2 separate regions of the Mus musculus genome follow, and region 1 is linked to region 2. The links are chromatin contacts, called in public promoter capture Hi-C maps. All regions are on one chromosome and are shown on one strand. The core of a region is the stretch at or near the end of the contact, and the rest is flanking DNA. Distances in the headings are between cores, read along the strand shown. Region 1 holds the start of Bco2 (beta-carotene oxygenase 2). Region 2 holds the start of Htr3b (5-hydroxytryptamine (serotonin) receptor 3B).

Region 1 (3,270 bases), core at 431-2,930, 1.6 Mb before region 2:
TAACCTGGCTATTTTTTTATTTTTTTAAGTGTCATGCTATATGGAATCCAGGTGAATTCATGGTGTACCTGACTCAACCTCCCTACCTAGTATCAGCATTAAGGTTATATTCCAACAAGTCTGGCTGTCAAGTGGCTTTTTACCTATTAACCACATTGATTTGTAAAGTTTATGAATTATATTTAGAAGCTTTAGTTAGAGTGGATGATATGGAAAGGAAATTAGTAATGTGGGACTCAGGAGATCATGGCTTAAACATGGCTTCAGCAGGCCACTCCTATCTTATGATAATATGAAGTGGAATTTGGTCTAGAGAAGTGGTTTTCAACCTTCCAAATGCTGCAACTCTCCATTACAGTTCCTCATGTTGTTGTGACTCTCAACATAAAATTATTTTTATTTCTGATTCATAACTGTAATTTTGCTACTGTTATGAATCAGGATGTAAATATCGGTGTTTTCTGATGGTCTTAGGAGACTCCTGTGAAAGGGTTGTCTGACCCCAAACGGGTCATGACCCACAGGTTTGAGAAATGCTGGTCCAGAGGATCTCTTAGATGAAAAATTCCTCCTCTATTCAAATAAAGCACATTTATGATTTTATTAAAAATGGTCTATGAAATATATAACATTAGTTGGCTCCAAAAAAATCTATCTCCACTTTTTATCATATAGACAATTGGTCTTTTCTGTGTATATTTTCTAATATAAGAATAGGGCACCACAAGGAATTTGTATTTTTAAATTAGGCAGTATCTTTTTACCTGGATGCTTGTAAACTTGTAAATTTTCATTCCATCAAGTTACATGTTTGTTTGAGGCAGGACCTATGAAACCCTGGATGGCCTAGAACTCACTCTGTAGGCCAGGCTGTCCTTAAGCTCTCAGAGAATTCCAGCTGCTCTGCATAGATTGCTAGAATTAAAAGAAAAGAAAAAACAATAACAAAATAATGGGGTGCTGAATCTCATTTTTTGTTATTTTTGCTTCCAAGCAGTGTTTGTTATTTAGGTTCTCAAAGATACTTGTTAAAATAATAAAATTATGTACTGTGATATGTATTTATGGTCTCCTGTCTGTGCTTTATTGTGAGAGAATGCTTTTCATAAAACTAATGAATATCACCTTTAATTTCAGCACTCAGGAGGCAGAGGCATGTGGATCTCTGTGAGTTCGAGATCAGCCTGGTCTACAGAGTGAGCTCCTAGACAGCCAGGACTATACAGAAAGACCCTGTCTTGAAAACCCAGCTCAACGCAAACTAAACCAAAAACAACGCCCCTCCCACCCCAAACACCTAATGAATGTAAAAGAAAAGGGATGAGAGGAAAGGGAAAAGGGTGAGCTATTGCCTGCCAGTCTAAATTGAAACTTCATTCTGTCTGAATCATTTCAGAGGAGAGAAGTTGTACAATGAACCCCTGAATCTGGTTCCATGGACTTAGCGGCAGGTGGGGGCAAATTCCAATAAGGAATGGTTAAGGAGGGAGGCTATTATTGGTCCAATTTTAATGTCAAAGGTTAGAGTTGGTTAGGACACTTGCCATAGAACTGAGACTAAGTTAGTGTTTTGAGCCCCGCCTCTCCTTTTCCCTCCCCTCCAGTCCCATTTGATCTCAGAGCCAGGGACAACCCAGGCTCATTATTTACTTAATCAGGCCAGTGGCTGCAGATTCAGAAATCTCAAGACCTGAGTTAAGAACTGAGTTAAATACTATTTCTCAACTGTTTCTGCGTTTCCTCAGCAGCCTTCTTGACACCGCAGGGTTCTTCCTGTGGCAGTGTACCATCGCCCAGGTAGGGGACTCCCCTCTACCCGTTCCTTTCCTGGGCCACTTACCAGTCTGCAGTTGGACTGCTGCGCCCGGGGCCTGAGGATTATAGCAGGCTTCCAAAGCCTCTTTGTGTGATGCAGGCAGCACACCACAGGGGAGAAGTGAAAGCAAGCTTGTTTTACCAACCACAGGATTGGTGTACTCATCGTTGTGGGAACAGCCAGTGTTCAGTCAGCTAATGTGACGCACTGGGGCAGGATTCAGCCCAGAGATCTGATTTGTCCTGGATGCCTCAAAGGGTTTTTCTCTATCCTGAGTTTTCCCAGCTGAAAACCACTGCTTTGTATTCGGATGCAAATGTTTGGTTCTCCTATTTGCATTCTGGGGAACTGTCTCAAACCCTGTGGTTTTTGTTCTGTAGCTTTCTATTATAGTTACTACTTCAAGGATTTATTTTCAGTGATTGGTTAATTATAGAACTGCCAGAAATGGCAACAATATGCACAGTTAATTATAAAGTTATTTAACCATAGTAACTTATATAGTATGCTGTATTGTATGTAAGGCAGCATGCTAGGTGCTAGGAGTGGGGAGGTATAGCTAGACTTTGTATTCAAAGAATACTGCCAGGAGAGGTTGTAAAGTGCACTGGCCTTTTATCACACAGGACAGCAAGATAAGGGCCACCAGAAAGCTCTCCGAAGTTGTAGCGAGGAAATGGGAATTCGGTGCTTAAGAAGCAGGTGACCCAGAAATTGGAACTTGAAGGTTGAGTTGCATATGCAAGTTTCATCTGAAGGAGATGAGAAATATCCTAAGTGAAGAGAATAGAATGGTCATGAGACTAGGGAGCAATCCAGCTAGGCTGGAGTGAACAGCTAGGGTGGGCTGAGGGCCATACGAGGTCTTTAAGTGCCTCGCCTGCTCAGGTAGTTTCAACAATTACAAGTGATTTGTGATTGAATGGATGGAATTCACATGGAGGAATGAATGATGCAGCCAGATTTACATGTAGGAGATTTAATATTCACATTATTGCACTGGTGGAAAAGCATCTTCCCCGCTCATCCAGATAAATTAGAATCTCTAGACCTGATGAGAGCTGGAGGCAATTGTCTGAGGTCTCTAACCCTTAAGATGGTCCAGTGGCTCCAGGAACTCATCTCACTAAGTTTCTCTTTCCAGACTTCAACTGAGAGGCTGCCAAGAAAGAGTCAAGGGCCTGAGTTAGGCAGCAGGAAGTGACACATAGGAAGGAGAAGTTGAGGTACCAGGGCTGAGGAAGATGGGCTTCGGATAGGAAAAAATCTGTAGTCCCAGGAGAGAGACTGATGAAGACAGAGTTACCCGTGCAGAATTTTGAGCCTGGGGAATTTATATGTAAGCCACAGAGTCATCTTTTTTTCAAATTTCCCCTACTGGCCTGTGCCACTGGGGTCAGAAGAACTGTGCTGTAAGGAGAGTGAGCAAAATGAATTCAGTGCCCACAGAGAGA
Region 2 (3,246 bases), core at 664-3,163:
TGAAAGGTTGAGATGAGAATCTAAAACCATTGGGTAAATATGAGAGAGTTACACCAAGAAGAGAGCTGAGTCGGTATATGACTGAAAACTCTCCCGAAGACACCATATTCATGCAAACTCATGGCAGCATGCAGCAGCCAAGAGCTGTAGCAGGTAGCAGCACCAGACTGCTGTTAAATCAGCCAATGAAGGTCATAATGGATTGGCACCACACATCATTAGCAATAGCCTTGCAGTTACAGACGGGCACACGAGAAAGTGCAAAGGAAAAGGAGGGAGGGGATGTCCCAGAAGGGTCTGCCTTAGAGTCATGGTGCCCTAGAATGAGTGGCAAGATACCACGTGGATCACCAACTCAATTCAAACTTCTGCAAGAACGGAGGCTTCTGAATCCCTCCCCTACCAACCCAGCTGTGCTACCTCTTGTTCAGATTCTTCCACGAGCCAAAACAGACGCTTAGAACTGTCAGGAGCAGACAGCAAGGGGCCAGATTAATTCTCAGTGAGCAAGGCTCTCGAAGCCCAGGGTACCACTGTCTATGGGCGTTCCTCAAAATCAAAACCAACAGAAACACTCCCCATAGATTTGACCTCCAGCAGATTAAATTGTAACTTCGTTTTCTTCTGAAATGTTTTCTGCACAATCCAACAAAGTCAGAAGGCTAGCTCTCCTCTCCTACCTCTACCCACACAACTCTTTCACAGACAATTAGCTTGACTAGCTAGTGTGGAGTTACTACATCGAAGACTATTGTCTGTTTGTTAATGGGGTAGGGGTGTTAGTTTGCTTTATTTCATTTCTTCTTTGTTGAGTGAGACATGATCTCCTGTAGTTCAGTCTGGCCAGGAACTTGGTAGATAACCAAGGCTGGACTTGAACGCCTGGTCCCGTCTCCTCCTTCCAAGTGCTGGGGTTATAATTGTGAGCAGTTATGCTGGGCCTGAGAAGGACATTAATTAATTAATTAATTAATTAATTAATTTATTTGAGCATGTTGAAGTGGTGTCTGCACAGGTACACAGACAGCAGAGGGACTCCTGCTGTACAGCCAGAGAGGAGGAGGTGACGTAACAAAAAGTGAACATTATTCAATTCATCAAACAGCAACGAATCCTTTGTCAGGGAGCCAACAAGATGGCTCACTGGGAAGGGGTGCTTCAACCAAGCCTGACAATCCAAGTTTGATTTGGTTCCCACAAATTGGGACACCATTTGAATCCCCAGGACCCACATGGTAGAAGGAGAGAACCAGTTCCCAAAAGTTGTCCTCTGAGCTCTCCATGTACCCCACAGCATTTGTCTACCCCCACATACAAAGTCAAGACATAAAAATATCTTTAAGGGGACATTTAAAAAAAATCTTTCATCGAATGATGTTAAACATTAATAGTTCTTGTCTTCAAGAAGCCTAAAAGCATCTTGTCTGGGCTACTTTGTGTACTGTGCTCAGTGAAAATTTAAAAAGCATTCCTATTTATCAAAAATCAATGTTTCTCTTCATTAAAGGGGCCTAGCAGAAACAAAAGCACTCTTTCTGCTGTATTGTTTGTAGTTGATGTTCATTAGACAATACCAGGCTCCCATTAACTCAAGAGCCCAGTGACTGTTCCCAGAGACTGAAGATGTTCCTCCCTACATCTGATTTAAGGCAGCTATCTGGATCTCAATTATTAATGAAATTAGGGTCCTGAATGCCAGCAAGAACATTGCCTTAGGTAAAGGCTGTAAAGGAAATCATATTAGCTTGGAATTTCCTCTCCTCGGGGGCCCCCTCTTAAATTGCATTATTCACTTAGCTGGCTCCTGTAAGGGAGATGGAGTCTTGGCCATCATCCTAGGGCAGATCCAAGTGGAGAAGCTTGTGGGGTTCATGAAGGCATTAATTTCCAAACCTGTATGTGGTGTTCATGTGTCTTGTCCAGTCGGATGTTTACAAAATAGCAGCACCAAGGTTACCACACATGAGCAAACAGGAGAAGAGGGTGGAGGGGTGCTGAGAGGTGCAAGGTCAAGCAGTGTCCCCCGGCTCGCCAGCCTGCCTGCCCACCAGCCTGCCTGCCCACCAGCCGGCAGCCATCGCTCTTCTCTGGTACCTGCCCCAGAATAGGCAAGTGCGATGATTCTTCTGTGGTCCTGCCTCCTGGTGGCTGTAGTAGGTAAGTCCTGTGACTGATTCTGTCTTGACTCTCAGAGTGTGGTGTCCACACTGTGCTGGGAACACCTCAGATCTCTTCCTTTGGGTTCATGATCTGTTAAATGCTAGTCCTATGGAGCTTTGCAGAGACCAGCGATGTGTCTCTGACACTCCCATTGCCACCTCCGTTTACACAGATGAAAAGTCACTCCAAAACTTACCTTTGACGGGAAATTTTTCTCTTCTGAAGAAATCCAGCTCACTCCAGTGATTTACATTAAACTCGGGGCAATCTCTTTCAGATATGTATAGATAATGTGTTCTTAGGATCCCAGATAGCTTTGGCTTCTTTATAAAACTTTAGCAGAGCAGAGAAAGAGTCCCATGGATTTGTCTCAGCTGGGTATCATTTTGATATCACAGTGTTTGACTCCAGCTTTGCAGAAACTGCAGAAGTGGCCAGTATATTGCTAAAGCTTGTAAGTTTTAAGTACGTGATTTCTATTAAAATACTTTAGATATTATGTGTGTTTTAATGTATGGAACGATACATCCATGGTGGTATTAACTCTACTGACTTGGACTGTTTTAGTTAGGATGCAGTTGATTTTTTTTTTAAATGTGGATAAATCAAGGATCTATGGGTTGTCCATACCCACACCTGGGTATGTGTCACTCTTTGTCTTAAAACCCATTCTCTAATCTGGTAATGTATCCTTTCATTCATCCCAACTGTACTTAAAGAGACAGAGAAAACGGTTTCTGTTGGTGGTTCCTAGCACGCTAGTTTTGTGTATCTTACCCTTATACCCTACCTCTTTGAGGGCTCTCCTAGAGCTTGGGTCTGAATTCTCAAAGTTTAAAATGAACCCAAAAGTAAGATGAATCAGTTAAAAAGACAAAGGAATTTGTTAGCTAGAAAGCTGGACATTTACAAACAAAGAAAGAAAACACTGGAGATGATCCCTCCCCCCACCCCCATTTGGTAGAGAAGAAAAATAGCCACAAAATTCCTGGACATTTAACTTCAAGGATAAAAGCTTGTCTTAATTATAAGAGTAAAAGAGAGGAAGTTTCATTAATGCCAAATGGATTCCTTTGCAGAAAATAA

Evidence for each region. Promoter capture Hi-C pulls out the DNA fragments that hold promoters and counts their contacts.
Region 1: a contact with region 2 is called in a promoter capture Hi-C map of hippocampal neurons, with 4 times the contacts expected there. The contact joins the promoter of Bco2 here to the promoter of Htr3b in region 2. A contact is called at or near these places in 5 of 39 promoter capture datasets (the 3T3-L1 cell line, cranial neural crest, embryonic stem cells and 2 more).

What each region holds. Positions count from the first base shown.
Region 1 is chr9:50,553,548-50,556,817 of GRCm38.p6, reverse strand. Bco2 (beta-carotene oxygenase 2) reads left to right here and starts at 1,680. Exons shown (of 12, transcript NM_133217.3): 1 at 1,680-1,797. Il18 (interleukin 18) reads right to left here and starts at 2,118. Exons shown (of 7, transcript NM_001357221.1): 1 at 1,841-2,118.
Region 2 is chr9:48,963,657-48,966,902 of GRCm38.p6, reverse strand. Htr3b (5-hydroxytryptamine (serotonin) receptor 3B) reads left to right here and starts at 1,913. Exons shown (of 9, transcript NM_020274.4): 1 at 1,913-2,157. The coding sequence starts at 2,118.